Regions from separate parts of the Cricetulus griseus genome. Here region 2 is linked to region 1. The links are chromatin contacts, called in public Hi-C maps. All regions are on one chromosome and are shown on one strand. Each heading gives the region's core, a stretch centred on a gene start, on an enhancer-like site or on the middle of the called end of the contact. The rest is flanking DNA. Distances are from core to core; before and after follow the strand shown.

Region 1 (7,859 bases), core at 2,056-4,555:
GCCACAGAAACCACCCAGGTAACAAGTCTTGCTCTTAACCATGAGGAACCTGGGAGGGACTCATCTTTGCCTACTTGTGCAAATTTGTCAGAATACATGGGCATGCACGTATTACATATGTACACATGCATATACAATACATATACATGAATGTATTATGGGGGTACTTAGGAATAATATATATTGATACACAATATAAATATACATTATGCATATACATGTATGTGTGTTCACTTATCCTCTGCATTTTAGGTTGGATTCCTGTCTCCAGCAACAAGTAACTGAAGGATTTAAGAAAGGGGCTTAAAGACAAGTGTTAGTGGCTCACGCCTTTAATCCCAGCACTCAGGAGGCAGAGGCAGGAGGATCTCTGTGAGTTCGAGGCTAGCCTGGTCTACAGAGTGAGCACCAGGATAGGCTCCAAAGCTACACAGAGAAACCCTGTCTCGAAAAACCAAAAAAGAAAAAAAGAAAAAGAAAGAAAAAGAAAGAAAAGAAAGGGGCTAAAAGGTGGAAATGTGCTCCCCGAACCAAGATTTCAGACTCCAAGTATAAACCTGTGCCCTGGCTACTCTGTCCAGTACTCGACCCAGCAGAGTCTCCAGGGACCCCAAAAGGTGCAGGTAGAGCACTTGAGCAAAAGGACCTAGCTTAAGTGGGAGTATCTGCTTCAGTACAAGGACCCCAAAAGGCAAACGCACATTGAAGATCCTGCCTTGATTCATTGGACCTATGCAAGATCAGCAAATATTTATCCTAATTTCAGACCCACTCTAAAAAGCTCTTTTAGTAGCTGTGATGGCGGCATTTGCCCACCCCCCCCCCCCCCCGTCTTCTGGTGTTATGCTTTCAAAATAGACAGGGAAGGAAAGACTTATCCAGGGAGGAAAACTGGAACGAACATTGAACCTCTCCTATTAAGTTTGGCAAGGAAGACTTTATTCTTGCATAAATAAATCTTCTATTAATCGCTGAAAAAAATGAAAAGAAAGGGGCTTAAGCCCCACCCCCAGGGCTTAGTTTCTCAATTCATGAAGCAGAAAGAGGTGCAATGCCTGACTTGCCACATTGTTGCCAGGATCAAATTAAAGTAGGGGGTGGATGTGGTGATGTGCACCTTTATTTATTTATTTATTTATTTTTTGGTTTTTCAAGACAGGGTTTCTCTGTGTAGCTTTGGAGGCTGTCCTGGAACTAGCTCTTGTAGACCAGGCTGGTCTCGAACTCACTGAGATCTGCCTGCCTCTGCCTCCCGAGTGCTGGGATTAAAGGCATGCGCCACCAACGCCCAGCGATGTGCACCTTTAATTCCAATGCTCAGGAAGCGAAGGCAGGCGGATCTCTGTGAGTTTGAGCTTGAGCTTAGTCTACACAGTGAATTCCAAGACAGCCAGGGCTACAAATTGAGATCCTGTCTCAAAAGAAGAAGGGAAGGAAGGAAGGAAGGAAGGAAGGAAGGAAGGAAGGAAGGAAGGAAGGAAGGAAGGAAGAGTAGGCTTCTAGTAGCAACCCTTTCTTTAGGTCAGAAGTTGCCTAAGTGGTCAGAGAATTGAACAAACTGTCAGTATTTCCTGAATCCCCAAACTACATTCTCCTATCACAAATGACCCAAGGAAAGGTGCCACAAAGGGATGATGGTAGACTGCCTGCAGGAGTCCAACACTCCATACATCCAATAGGTTATTGATCTTGTTGACTGTCTACATAAGGCCACATCTTTGATGCCACATAAACAGGAGAAGATAATTTTTCCGTGTGTGTGTGTGTGTGTGTGTGTGTGTGTGTGTGTGTGTGTGTGTGTACACATGTGCATGTATGTGTGTGTGTGTTTCTGAGACAGTCTCCCAGTGTAACCGTGTCTGACTTGAAACCCATTGGTCTTCTCTCTGCCTCCTGAGTGCTGTGGGGTTATAGGTGTGTGCCACCATGCCCAGCTTAAAGAAGGAATCTTTAAAGAAAACTTATAGTGAAATGGACCTTTTCCTTCCTGTATACAATCCTATGCACTTGGACACACATATATACACACGTATACTCTAACCAGGATACAGAACAGCCATAGGACTTATAATTTCTAGTTGGATACTGTAGTAGTTTGAATGTAATTGGCCCCCATAAGCTCATAGGGAGTGATCCTATTAGGAGATGTGGCCTTGTTGGAGTGGGTTTGGTCTTCTTGAAAGAAGTGTGTCATTGTAGAGGCAGGCTTTGAGGGCTCATATATATTCAAGCCACACACAGTGAGACTGAGACCATTTCCTGTTGCCTTCTGATCAAGATGTAGGCAGCACTGTCTGCCCGCACACTGCCACGCTCCCCGCCATGATGATAGTGGACTGAACCTCTGAAACTATGAGCTGCCACCTCAAGGAAATGTTTTCCTTGAGTTGCTGTGGTCATGGTGTCTCTTCACAGCAACACAACACTGACTAAGACAGATACTAGGGAAACTGAGGAGTTTGAGTGACGATTCAGGGTCAAGCAGGTTCATGTTGATCCAGATGACAGAGGACTGCATGTTCTGTTATGGAGTGTGTGTGTGTGTGTGTGTGTGTGTGTGTGTGTGTGTGAGAGAGAGAGAGAGAGAGAGAGAGAGAGAGAGAGAGATATGCATGTGTGGGGATTCAAATGTAGTGTTGCATGTGTGTGTGTAGTATGTGTGTGATGCGTGTGGAGTGGAGGTACATATGTGTTATGTATGTGTGATGCATGTGTGTGTGTGTGGGGGTGCTTGTGTATGAGTGTGATCACTCTCGGCTGTTTTTAGGATTTGGATGGTTTCATTTTGTCTGTGAGGGTGTCCTTGGCTCTGGGGCAAAAATACCTTAACCTTTAGAATTTTAAGAGTTCTAAGCTGGCTGCAGTGCCACAAACCTGTAATCCCAGTACTTAGGAGGGACAGGCAGGAGGATCAAAAGGAGTTTAATGTCATCCACAGCTGAAGAGTGAGTTCAAGGCCAGCCTGGGCTACAGAAGACCCTGTCTTGAGACAACAAAATGACTCCTAGAGACTCCAGTGCAGCTGGATGGTCTTAGATTCTCCATGGCCCTATCTACCCAGGGGAATTCTCCTTCCCAGTTGAACCTCAACTAGCCCATGGCCCCCTTGCCTCTCAGGCTCCATTGGCAGGGTGGTTCTTAGCCTCTAGGAAGCCCTTTCTGAGAAAATAGAAGATAACTGGGGTTTCCCCAAAATACACACAATCCTTTGGCATGTGTCTTCCCACACATGTCCTGACACATGAGCTCAAGATGAGAGGACTCAGTGAGTAAGCACCCATGGGGAAGCCAAGTCAGTGACTACCTCTTTTACTTCATGGCTGGGGTTGCCCCACCAGCCTTCTGGGACAACCAGGGTCCCACCAGGCCCCCTGTGGACATGGTTGTGGAACGGCACTAAACTGGAAGTTTGTTTCTTGGCACACATATGAGATTATAGAAGGGCTGACCAGACCTCCAGAGCCTTCCAGAGGCCATCATCATCGCGGTACTTATTACTAAGTGGTAAAACAAGAGCACTGGAGAACAGGGGACACTGAATGGGACAGGAAGTGATTCAATCACAAGCTTTTCTTGCAGTGTCACTATCAAGAGTGACACAGTCTTTGGAGAAAGTCACTATGCAAAAACTGAAGAGCGGGTGGGTGGGGGAAACTTGGCAGTGAAACCAGGAAGGAGTCCAGCCTCCAGCTACGTGGGCATCTCCAGGACCTTGGGGCCTTGGGGCCAGCCTCAGCCTCAGTCACAGAGAAAATACTTCCTTAAAGAGCTTTTCACTGCTTTCCAAATCGCAGACCTTATAGACAGAGAGTTACTGTTTGGACAGGTCACTTTACTCCTCAGGCTTCTCTGTTTGTTTGTTTGTTGTCTGGGCCGGAAAAATATAAATTATGGTATTTCAGATATAGGCTCAAACTCTATCTCAGGAGCCTGGATCTCCCATTGTCTTTCAGATGCTCGGCTAATTACCACCGGATGACTTGGCCTTTGTGGAGAATGTCTCCTAGTTTGCATAACAACAGACCTAGGCCCTGGGTGCGCCCACGCCTATTCTGATGGTTTTGTGCCTAGGGACTGTTTAGGTGTGCCGCTAGGGTTAAAATAATTTTTTGATATCAGCTTTATACATGATAGTAGATGTCTTCTGTGGTCACCTCCACTGTTGGAAAGCTATTTAAGAGGATGCTAGAATAAACCAGAGACTCCAGACTCCAGCATGGACTGAGGGCCCTCCTGAAATGACAAGGTATCTGTGTCTTGTCTTTATCACCGTTGCGTAGCTAGGAGTTTCCCGGCCCAGCACTCCCGGGGCCATTTGACTGGCTCCGATCTCAGCCCCAAAGACATCAGTCTGGAATAAATAGCCTCTGTAGCATGGGACTGATACAAGCTGGACCCCAGCAGTTTTTTTTTAGGGGTACCAAGTCTGTAGCTACTAATAGGGTTGTTGTGAAAAATCAGATAACACACATAGACATGTTCACGCAAACACTATTTAAGGTTGGTGGAAGTAGAGCATAATGGCAGTTACTGTGTTAAAAACAGAGACTCTCAGAAGTGGAAGCCTTCGTCTAAATCATCTGTGTTCAGGTAAAAAACAATCTGAAATACTAAAGGCTTATGGTGTCTCCAAATAGAGAAACAGAAGCACAGATGTACCCAAGAGCAGCCTCTCGGTCTTTCTTTCCCTACTCCCACCCTCCTCTTTCTTTGCTGTAGGTCGGTCATTACCTAAGTATGTGACATCAGCAAATTCCCATACAAGACTTGCAGAGTGGCTCTCCTTCTCTCAGCTTCCATGCCATTCAGATGCTTCCCTTGCTCATCTCATCACTCCTGACGAGAGCTGCCTCCAGTTGGGCATGGCAGCTCATCCTCTGGTCCCAGCTGCTCAGGAGGCTAAGGTAGGAGTTCAGCCTGGACAACACGGGAGGACCATCTCAAAGACAGCAAGACCCCCCAGTTCCTCGTCTCCAGCCTACCTCCTGGGCAGTCCTCTGAGATGCAGTTTCCTCCCAGGACGCTGATCCTCCACACAAACACCACACCAGCTCAGCCCTTCACACACAGCCCTCTCTAGCAAGTTCAACAACCTGCAACCAATAAACACTTGAGCAAGAGGACAGTATCCTTCTAGCCTGTAGGAGGATCCTTCAAATCATAACCCTCTCAAAAATTATGAAGCCTGCACAGTCTAAAGCCTTAGAGACTGTTCTTGACCTAGTGGGCTCTGCACTGCCCTTCCACGATCTGTAACACTACTTCCTCTCTTGGCTCCTGACTCCAACAGCAGCAGCCTCCTGAGCTGCCCTGGGAACTGGTTTTCTCACATGACTGCACTTCTGAGCAGCTCTCTTCTGTTCCCCTGCAGCACTGTCCCCCCAGATTAAAGATCTTACAGTGGAGAATGGGATGCCCCCCGCCCCCAGTGGTAATGTGGATTGAACCTAGGCCCTGTTGGATGTGTGCAAGCACTTTCCCACTGTGCTATGTCTCCAGCAAGCTTTTGCTTTGTTTTCAGACAGGTTCTCACTATACAGCCCTGGCTGTCCAGGAACTTGCTATGTAGACCAGGCTGGCCTCAAATTCAGATAGATCTGACTACCTCTGCCTCCCCAGTGCTGGGATTTAAGGTATGCATTACCACACTGGGATTCCAGCCCTCTTTTTTTTTTTTTTTTTTTAAGATTTTGTTTATTTATGTATACAACATTCTGCTTGCATGTATATCTGCACACCAGAAGAGGGCACCAGATCTCATAACGGATGGTTGTGAGCCACCATGTGGTTGCTGGGAATTGAACTCAGGACCTCTGGAAGAACAGTCAGTGCTCTTTACCTCTGAGCCATCTCTCCAGCCCCTAGCCCTCTTTTTTTACTATCTGAGACAAGGTCTCCTTAAGTTCCCTAGGATGGCCTTGAACTAGCTCTTAGCCCAGACAGGCTTTGAACTTTTCATCTTTGAACATTAGCTTTTTAGGCAGCTGGAACTGCAGGCCTGTGCCACCAAACCCAGTTTGGGATTTAATCACTTTTTGTTCCAAGATTTGTTTATTTTTGTTCTATGTGTGTAAATGTTTTGCTTGCATGTATGATACATGTGTGCCTAGTGCCACACAGGCCAGAAGAGGGCATTGGGTCACTTGGACCTGGAGTTACAGACAATTGTTGGCAGCCATGTGGGTGCTGGGAATCAACCTGGCTCCTCTGCAAGGTCAGCACATGCTCTTAACTGATGAGCCACCGCTCCAGGATTTAGTCAAAAAAAAAAAAACAAAAAAACAAAAAAAAAAAACAAAACTTAAACCAATTTTTATTTTATGTATATTGATATTTTGCCTACATGTGCCAGATCCCCTGGGACTGATGATGTGAACCACCATGTCGGTGCTGGGAACAGAACCCTGGTCCTCTAGAAGAGAAACCAGTGCTCGTAACTGTGGAGCTGGTGAGATGCCTCAGTTGATACTGTGTTTGGACACAAGCATGACGATCTGTGTTCTGTGCCTAGCACCTGCCGTGGCACTGGCACCTGTCACCTTGGTACTGGAGAAGTGGGGAAGGAAGAATCCTTGCTGGCTTCCTGGCCAGCCAGTCTAGCAGAATCAGTGAGTTCCAGGAACAGTAAGAGACTCTGTCTCAAAAAATAATGTGGAGGGGGCTGGAGAGATGGCTCAGAGGTTAAGAGCACTGGCTGCTCTTCCAGAGGTCCTGAGTTCAATTCCCAGCAACCACACGGTAATGTGATCTGGCGCCCTCTTATGGCCTGCAGGCAGACATGCCGGAGGAACACTATAGACATAATAAATAAATAAATAAATCTTTAAAAAATAATAATGTGGAAAGTAATTGAAGAAGACACCAGTTGTGTTGCTTGCTCTGGCCTCCACGTGTACACACACAAACACACTCACATGTGCCTACACATACAAACACACACACACATGAACACACACACACACAACTTTCTTTTGAAGTTAGATATTACGAGGCTTGTCTGCCACTCCAGTATCTGGGAAGTGGAGGTTCAGAAGCTCAAAGTTATCTCCAGCTGCGTGGACAGTGTAAGGCTGGCCTGGGTTACACGAGACCCTATCCCAGTTCGCTTTCCATTGCTGTGATAAATACCAAAAGCAACTGGGAAAAAAAAAAAAAAAAGCAACTAGGACAGGAAAGTGTCTCTCTCACAGCTGGCAGTGCAGCATGAAAGGAAGGCAGGGCAGGAGCTCAGACAGGGCACCTGGAGGCTGGAACTGTGAAGAGACCGGGGAGGGTGCTGCTTCCTGGCTTGCCCTCCACGGCTTGCTCAGCCTGCTTTTGCATACCCAGGGGTGGCACCAGCCACAGTGGGCTGGAGCCTCCCACATCAATCACTAATCAAGAAAATGAGCAACAGACTTGACGACAGGCCAATCTGATGGGCATATTTTCTCAGTCTTCTCTGATGTCTCCAGTTTGTACCAAGCTCACAAAAACTCGCCAGCAAAGATCCCCTATTTATTTATTTATTTATTTATTTGAGACAGAGTTTTTCTGTATTGCTTTGGAGCCTGTCCTGACGCTCACTCTGTAGACCAGGCTGGACTTGAACTCACAGAGATCTGCCTGCCTCTGCCTCTGCCTCCCAAGTGCAAGGATTAAAGGCATGCACCACTACATTCCAGCCTAAAGACTCCCATCGTAAAAGACAAAAACAGGGCTGAAGAGGTGCCTCAAAATTTCAGAGAGCTGGCTGCTCTCCCAGATGACCAGGGTTTGATTCTCAACACTCACAGGGTGGCTCACACTCATCTATAATGCCAGTTCCAGGGGTTATGTTCTGGCCTCCACAGGCTGTGCACAGACATACATACAGACAA
Region 2 (7,859 bases), core at 2,160-4,659, 160 kb after region 1:
CTCCTCTGGGGACAATTCATGTATCACAAATGCCAGCTCATCATTTTATGGTCTTCCTCATCTTTTCTGTGTCTTTTCATAGAAAGAATTTTTACATTTTTAATGTCTGTTTTATTGCTTTTCAAACTACATCAAGTGATGGATCTGGTTGTTTATTGTTTTAATTTCCATAGTGGCAGACTGGTATGTTGTAACATGTTGAAATAATGCCAGGTGGTGATGGCACACACCTTTAATCCCAGCATTCAGGAGGCAGGCGGATCTCTGTGAGTTTGAGATCAGCCTGGTCTACAAAGCTACACAAAGAAACTCTGTCTCAAATTTTTTTAAAAAAATTGAAATAAATATAAAGACTAAAAGCAACAAAAATTACTAAGTCGTCATGGAAATCATGTGATTTTCTTGGGTTTTCTTGAAGTGTGGCACCTCTGCCCCAGACAGGTTTGCGTACTCAACAGATGCTTAGAGTCTGGAAATGAGAGGGTTAGACTATCCGCAGGCCTGGGATGCTGAAAATGCAGCTGAGAGAGAAGAGATCAAGCTGGCGGCATGGTGAAGAGCAAAGTGGTAAAGACAAGTCCCTGCCAGCAGACTCTGACGACAGTCGGCGAAGAGGGTGCATCCTAGCCAGCACTGTTCTCACCATAGGAGATGAACTCAGAACCTCGTGCCAGCCAGGAGCAAACACTGAACACTGCCATCTCCTTCATTTACATGCCATCACCCAGAATTCTCTGGGCCTTTAAATTTTTTCTTTTTTGCAGAATGTTGTTAACGTCAGAGCTAGGATACAAAAGCAAATTAATTTTAGATATGACAACATCATCGATTCCACTTGCTAATGGAATTCTTCCCTGAAGTTTTGGATTTATAACAGCTGACGTCAATTAATCTGTCCAAAGGGTCAAGCGGCTTCTGGAATAGTCTCTAAACTGTTCAGCTCTGTGGAAGATAACGCAGAACAGCCCATTTCTCCTTGAAAAGCCGCAGTCCTTGTTAACTTTATGTTGACCCAGGTGGGCCAAGTTTCCCATAGTGAAAGATGGAGGTAAAAGGGATAGTTTCAAGAAGAGCAGGCTCCACCCTCATGCACAGGAACTGTTACTAGTCCTATATCCTTCCCATTATTCACTGGGCAGATAAGACACAAACAACATCAATAGCATAAGCGGCGATAATCCTTCCTGCTGGGAAAGAAATCCCAGCGTCACAGATACTAAGACAATGTGACTATCTGCAAGAATGCAGTATGTTGAGCAGACTATATGGGGAACATGTCTATTGCACTCGTGTATCTGTTGAGTAGTGTGTGCTGGGTGTGGGTGACTGTGTGTGGTGGATGGGTGGGGGGACTGAGTCCATCTAACTCTTGGGGCTATGCATTGATTGTGTTTTGATTGTGTGTTAAATGGGTGTGAGTGTGTATAGTGTGTGTGTGTGTGTGTGTGTGTGTGTGTGTGTGTGTGTGTGTGTGCACTGCTGTGTGGATCTGTAGAAAGTGTGCCTACTAATACACTCATGGTAGAAATATGTGTGCCAAGCACAAAGGGATTAAATCGCTCACCATAGGTCAAAAATGTTTCTAGAATCCAAGGGCTTCCTCTAGAGAATGGTTTCTTGTGTTTGGTTTGCAGTTAGTCCAAATGAGACAAAAAAGACTGGCCATTACTGAATTGAAAGACCTCTTTTTACTAACCAGTAAAAGCAAAGGCCATCAGGGCTGCTCTCACAACTACTATCTTCATTGATGCACAAAGCCCACCTCACCCACTTTTAAGTTAAGATTAAAACCGATTAGGGTCCATTGACATCACTCAGCTGATAAAGGCTCTTGCTACCAAACTTGAGTTCAATCCCTGGGATCCACAGGGTGGAGGGAGTTAACCAACTCCCACCAATTTCCCTCTGACCTCCATAGAGTCATGGCTTGCATGTCACCACCCTCTCTATATGCAAAAAAAAATAAAAAGAAAATGTGATAAAGTTTCTCATTTTTCTCCCAAGACAAGGTTTTCCTGTGTAGACCTGGCTGTCCTGTCTCTGTAGACCAGGCTGGCCTCAAACTCAGAGATCCTCCTGCCTCTGCCTCCTGAATGCTGGGATTAAAACTGTGCACCACCACCGTCCGGCAATTTTCTAATTTTTGAAGACTGATTTTAACCTCTCTCTCTCTCTTTTTGTATGCCATGTATTCAGGTGCCCACAGAAGCTAGAATCAGTCATCAGGGCCCTTGGAGCTAAGTTAGAGGCCATTGTGAGCTAGAGGTCCTCTGCAAGAATAGCTCATACTTGACCAAGGAGTCTCTAGACCCTGAAGTTAGCAACTTTTTTTTTTTTTTTGTGTGTGTGTGTGTGTGTGTGTGTGTGTGTGTGAGAAGTTAGCAACTTTTTTTGTGTGTGTGTGTGTGTGTGTGTGTGTGTGTGTGAGAGAGAGAGGCAGGCTCTCAAATAACCAATTTTCAAAAAATAAATGAAAATAAGTGAGTGGCCCAGTAGCTGACATGTGATCTCTTCCTTTCAAAATGTGGCCCTCTGCCACAGTTCCCAAACTTAGGGAGATTTCTAAATAGAGATTTCCACACAAGGCTCAGGAGCCCAGAATGCCTTACAACACAGCAAGAGCTTGTATTACTACCAGCTCTGTGACGGTCATGTCAGCCAAATTTGGGGACTACTGGCCTCTGGTATGCCAACCATGTCAAAATGTGTATTTTCTACAGGGTTTGTCCACGTGGCCTGTGAAAACACTCAAAATAACTCATGTAAGACAGAAGCTGGGCAATTCCTCAACGGCGTACGCTATTAGTCTCTATCCTACATCCATCTTAACCCCAGCCTCCTTTAGATCTTTCTGGATTGGGTGGTTGTTACTGTTATTGTTGGAACAGGGTCTCACTATATAGCCCTGGCTGGACTGTGGCTTGCTATGTTGCTCAGGCTGGTCTGGAACTCACAGAGATCCAACTGCCTCTCTCTCTTCTGATCTTTCTACTGAATTAAGCAATTATGTGAAAATGTAAAACTAACACCAAATGGTCATAAAATTGCTTCTTGGCACCTTCTGCCTGTGGGAATCCTCATGCTGCCTTTTCAGCCCTGGGGCCTTGAGGGATCGGCTCTCAGAGCATCACTTTCCCTTCTTTCTATAACCTAACCTGGAAATAGCACCATGGAGCACAGTTCCATTTGCCTCCCTTCCTGGGGAGAAGGGAGCAGAGAGTTCAGGACTCCTTGCCATTTGAATCTCCGGAATACAGAAGAAACAGCCTGCCTCCTGTCTTGGAGCCCAGCCTCTGTTGAAACTTGACTCATCCTTGGCGGTTTATTGTGTTTTCTGCTCCCCTTCCCTGTGACACTCGGGAGTAGGTGAGTAATGCTCTGCTGGAGAGAAAAATAGATCCTCAAATGCCTTCCATTATGCTGAAGGCCTTGTCATGAGCTATGGTGGCAGGGGGTGTGGTGACTGTCCATTAGCACAGGGAGACTCAGAGCATCTGACTCCTTCCGCTGAGGCTATTTGTGATTCTAAGAGCCCAAGCGAGGGTAGAAAACCCATAAACACAGAGAAGGCTAAAAGGCCCTGCTGAGAGTCTCAGGGAGCCAGAACAGAATGGCCCAGAGTCGTCAGCTGCAGGAGACCCCAAAGGCCCACTGTAAAGTGTTTGCTGCTAGCATGAGGCCCTGAGTTTGAATCCCGGGGCTCCCACATAAAAGCTGGGCACTTCTATAACTTGGGTGCTGGGGGAGTGGGAGGGAAGAGACAGGTGAATCCCTGGGGGCTGGCCAGCAAGCCAGTTTAACCAAAACAGCAAAGTTCCAGCATTAATGAGGACCCTGGATCAAAAAATAAAGGGGGAAGTTACTGAAGACGCCATCCCAATATAAAACCTCTGACCTCCACATATATACAAATAGACGAATGCACCCCCATGCACATACACAGAAACTTGTTTTTATTTTGATGGTTTGTTCTTAAAATAGGGTCTGTGCTGGGTGGCGGTAGCACACATCTTTAATCCCATCACTCAGTAGGCAGAGGTAGGTGGATCTATAAGTTGGAGGCCATCCTGGTCTACAGAGTGAGTTCCAGGACAGCCAGGACTACACAGAGAAACCCTGCCCCACACCCTCCTCCCAGCAAAACAAAAGTGGTGTCTGTAGCACTGGCTTGCCCTCAAACTCCTTATATAGCTAAGAATGGTCTCAGACTTCTGACCTTGCACTTCCATCTCTCAAAAGCTGGGATTATAGGGTTTGTGTACCCTTGCTTGATTTATAACCCCTGGAGATGGAAGCTAGGGCTTCATTCTTGCCAGGCAAGCAATCCACCAACTGAGCTGTATCCCCAGCATTCCCACAGAAACACAAACTCCCCAACAACCCCATCTTCTCTCAGACATCTCAAAGTATACTTTAATTTCTATAACACCAGACATACCTTTATACCTTCTGGACCTGACCCACCTCGCTGGAGCCATGCCAGAAGAAAAACAAATGTTTGTCTCAATGGCACATTCTTATTCAGTTAATTGATTTTTTCCCCCAGAATAACAATTATGCTTGAACATCCAAGCACCCAATTATCGCCAGCTTTTTGTTTGCCCTGTCATTAACTCCACAGCTGCCTTGTTGGTGACAGTGGGACCACAGAGATGTCAGTTGCAACCGTTAGTTTCTGAGAGGAGGGACAGGAAAGAGGTTGGACTCTGACTCTGCCAAGGTCAGGGATGTCTCAGCTGCGTGTGGTTCAGCAGCACACGTGGGAGGCACTGCTGAGGGAAGGGCTGGGCCTCGCCCTCTACAGAGGAGCTATAGCATGAAACGAATTTGGTATGTCACGGAACTTATTAAAGCCGGCACTAAGAGAGCATGTTGGACAGGGCTCAGGGGTATGGCATTTATTTACAGTGTGACGCTGGATACATTCTCCAGCACCTGAATACAAAATAAAGTCAGTAACTAAAGTCACACAAAAGCATGTCCTCAAAGAAGGTCCCTTCCTAAGGAGGAAGGATCTCCTCCAGGAAGACAAAAATGCTTTGGGATAGAGAGCTAGAGGTGGTGACCCCACCACACTGAGAATGTACTGGATCCCATAAGATGTTCTAAATGATTAATTCTGTGTTGGGTAAATTTCATTTCAATCCAAAGAAAACTTCTTCACTTACAACATGTGTTTCATTGTTTGTAAATTTAAACTAAGAAAACTAAGAATATCCCACTCTTGGAAAATGATGGCTTATCTCTGCCAGGAGCCATGAATACACCCCAGACTTTATGGACTCCTCAGGGCCCGGCCAGGAAGCTGTCATCCTCAACCCTTCACCCAGCAGTAGCCTGTCAAGGGTATCTTGCCAAAGTTCATGGTTAGGTCTCTGTCCTCATCTTAGCCAACCAGTGAGCAATATCCCCTCCGGGCAACTACTTCCTTGTTCTGGAGATGCGGAGACTCGAGTCTGTGCTTCTGTGACACACAGTGGTCCACTTTGCTTCCTTCCTCACTCTCTTCCTTCCTCACTCTCTTCCTTCCCTTCCCTTCCTTTTCCTTCCCTTCCCTTCCCTTCCTTTTCCTTCCCTTCCCTTCCCCTCCCCTCCCTTCCCTTCCTCTCCCTCCCCTCCCCTCCCTTCTCTTCTCTTTAGGATGGGCAGTACTCAGGGCTCTGTAACTATGTCCCCTCTGCCCTTTAACTGGGTGACCTCATTCCATCTGTCTCTATCTCTATGTCTACACCTTCCAAATAAGAAGCTCTAGACTAAACACCACCCCTGTACTCCAGGCATGCTCTGAGGCCATTTGTCATCTCTTCGTGGATGTCTCATACAGCTGAGACAGATAATATGAAGGCCAGTGAGGGCCTTCTCACTTTTGTAAATGACACTGGCATTCATTGAACTGCTCGGGCTAAAACTGAGTCATGTTTGAATCATCTCCGTCCTCACACCCCACTTCTGACCCACAGTACCTGCTGTTTCCTCTGCTCCAGTGAGTCCCCAGTACCCTACTTTCTCCACATCATCTCTGCTGTCCCAACTCTGGCCCACCGTGTCTGACATCCTCTCCCAAGCACTCTCCTACTCCTCTGTCCCCGTCTTTCGGTGTACCCCTCACCCTTTAGCCAGACTTGTGTTTCCAGGGAGAGGTCAGGTCTCAGCGACACATTGTGAGTGCCCACTGCATTCAGGGTAAGCACTAAGCGCTCACGGGATCTCAGGCGACCTCCTCTGTGAACCCCTCCGCCTGGTCTCTTTCCTTGTCTCCTCATTCACAATGCTGTCCTCACAGTGCCTTCTCTCTGTGGCTTACTCAGTCTGCTCTTGTTCCTGCCTTGGAGTCTTCCTCCTGCCTGGGGTGCTCTGCCTCTTCTTGTCACATGGCTATGGCCCCACTTAAACTCACCTCCATAGAGAAAATCTCCCTGCTTTGACAGGCATCTCCTGGTCAATCTTTTTTTTTTTTTTTTAAGATGTATTTATTTTTATTCTATGTATATGACTGTTTTTGCCTGGATATATTTCTGTGTACTATGTGTATGTCCCTGGAGGCCAGATCTCCTGGAACTAGTTACAGATGGCTGTGAGCTGCCATGTGGGTGCTGGGAATTGAACCTGGGTCCTCTGGAAGAGTAGCCAGGACTCTGAAACACTGAACCGTCTCTCCAGCGCTTCCTCACCAATCTTGATAGCTCATTCTCAGATCTAAATCTTCCCTGTGCATTTGCTGCTGGCTTGTGAATGACAGCCTTCTCCTGCTGAAATGTAAGCTCCTTTAGAGCAAAGACCGTCCTTCATGCTCGCTATTCCATGCCCAGGCCACCATCTTGTAGCAGAAAGCACTGTAAAGTTGATGAGCTGGACTTCAACAACTCATGAGAAGATGGAAAACATCTGTGTGGTGTGTTACACCAGCCTTATCAGACGCCTACTCCTGTAGAGGCCGCCTTTATCAGGCTCCTTTGTCAGCTGATGCTGAGTTTATGACAAGAGCCAGCTATCAGGACCAGGTCAAAGGCCTTTTCTTGGCCTCCCCAGCGCCTAGGCTTCACAGTTGAACCTTCCACAGATCAGAGGCCCAGCCAGTGCTTTGCACCACTGTTATGGCTCCTTCCTGCCCCGCTCCTTGGAATCTGCTCTCTGGTCAGGAAACCTGCTTTCACTTCATCCATTCACCTTCCTGGTGAGTCTTCCCTCATCCCAGTGGTGAACACTGATCCTAGCTGCTGTTCCCTGGAAATGGGACAGGTGGGGCCATCCCATCCTTTATGCAAACAGTATGTGGTAGAGTGGTAGAGTGACATTAAATAAGAGTCACAAGTAGGAGCTGGAGAGACGGCTCAGTGGTTAAGAGTGGTTAAGACTGCTCTCCCAGAAAACCCTGGTTCAATTCCCAGCACCCACATGGCAGCTCACAACTGTCTGTAACTCCTGTTTCAGGGGACCTACACCTATGGTAAATACCAATGCACACAAAATAAAAATAAGTAATTAAAAAATAAAAAGAGAGTCCCAAGTGAAGTTCTCTATAAGGGGGCACTGGATAGTCTTTAACTAGAAGGCATCTTCTTGCTGGCCGCTTTCATGCAGACGGAAGCCTGGGCCTGCCACTCCTCATAGCTTCACCTGGACTCAAGCAGCAACACTGCGTAGGCCGTGAGTTTCCTTTGCTCCCAACACCTCTCATTTACTCACTCTGAGATTTTCCAGAGCCAGGTGCAATAGTAACAGAAGCCTGTAATCCCAGTACAGAAGCAGGAAAAACAGGAGCTCAAGACCAGCCTTGGCTACATGGTGAGTTAAAGGCCAACCTCATCCACATGATCCTGTCTCAGAACATTAAGATAAAAAGAAACTAAGTTTTTCTA

The links. Hi-C and Micro-C count contacts between places; a contact is called where the count stands out from the background.
Region 2: a Hi-C map of the CHO-K1 cell line shows a contact between it and region 1, with 2.6 times the contacts expected there. The contact joins two enhancer-like sites. A contact is called at or near these places in 2 of 8 Hi-C or Micro-C datasets (the CHO-K1 cell line and the CHO-S cell line).

Annotation. Positions count from the first base shown.
Region 1 is chr3:7,989,251-7,997,109 of CriGri-PICRH-1.0, forward strand. No RefSeq gene overlaps it. Among named protein-coding and RNA genes, the nearest start is that of Smc3, 22 kb to the left of the region's middle. Within about 2 kb of position 3,306, at least 3 of the 6 cell types and tissues checked have open chromatin away from gene starts, as enhancers often do. A contact at or near this core is called in the CHO-K1 cell line, where this site is marked.
Region 2 is chr3:8,152,077-8,159,935 of CriGri-PICRH-1.0, forward strand. No RefSeq gene overlaps it. Among named protein-coding and RNA genes, the nearest start is that of Smndc1, 18 kb to the right of the region's middle. Within about 2 kb of position 3,410, at least 3 of the 6 cell types and tissues checked have open chromatin away from gene starts, as enhancers often do. A contact at or near this core is called in the CHO-K1 cell line, where this site is marked.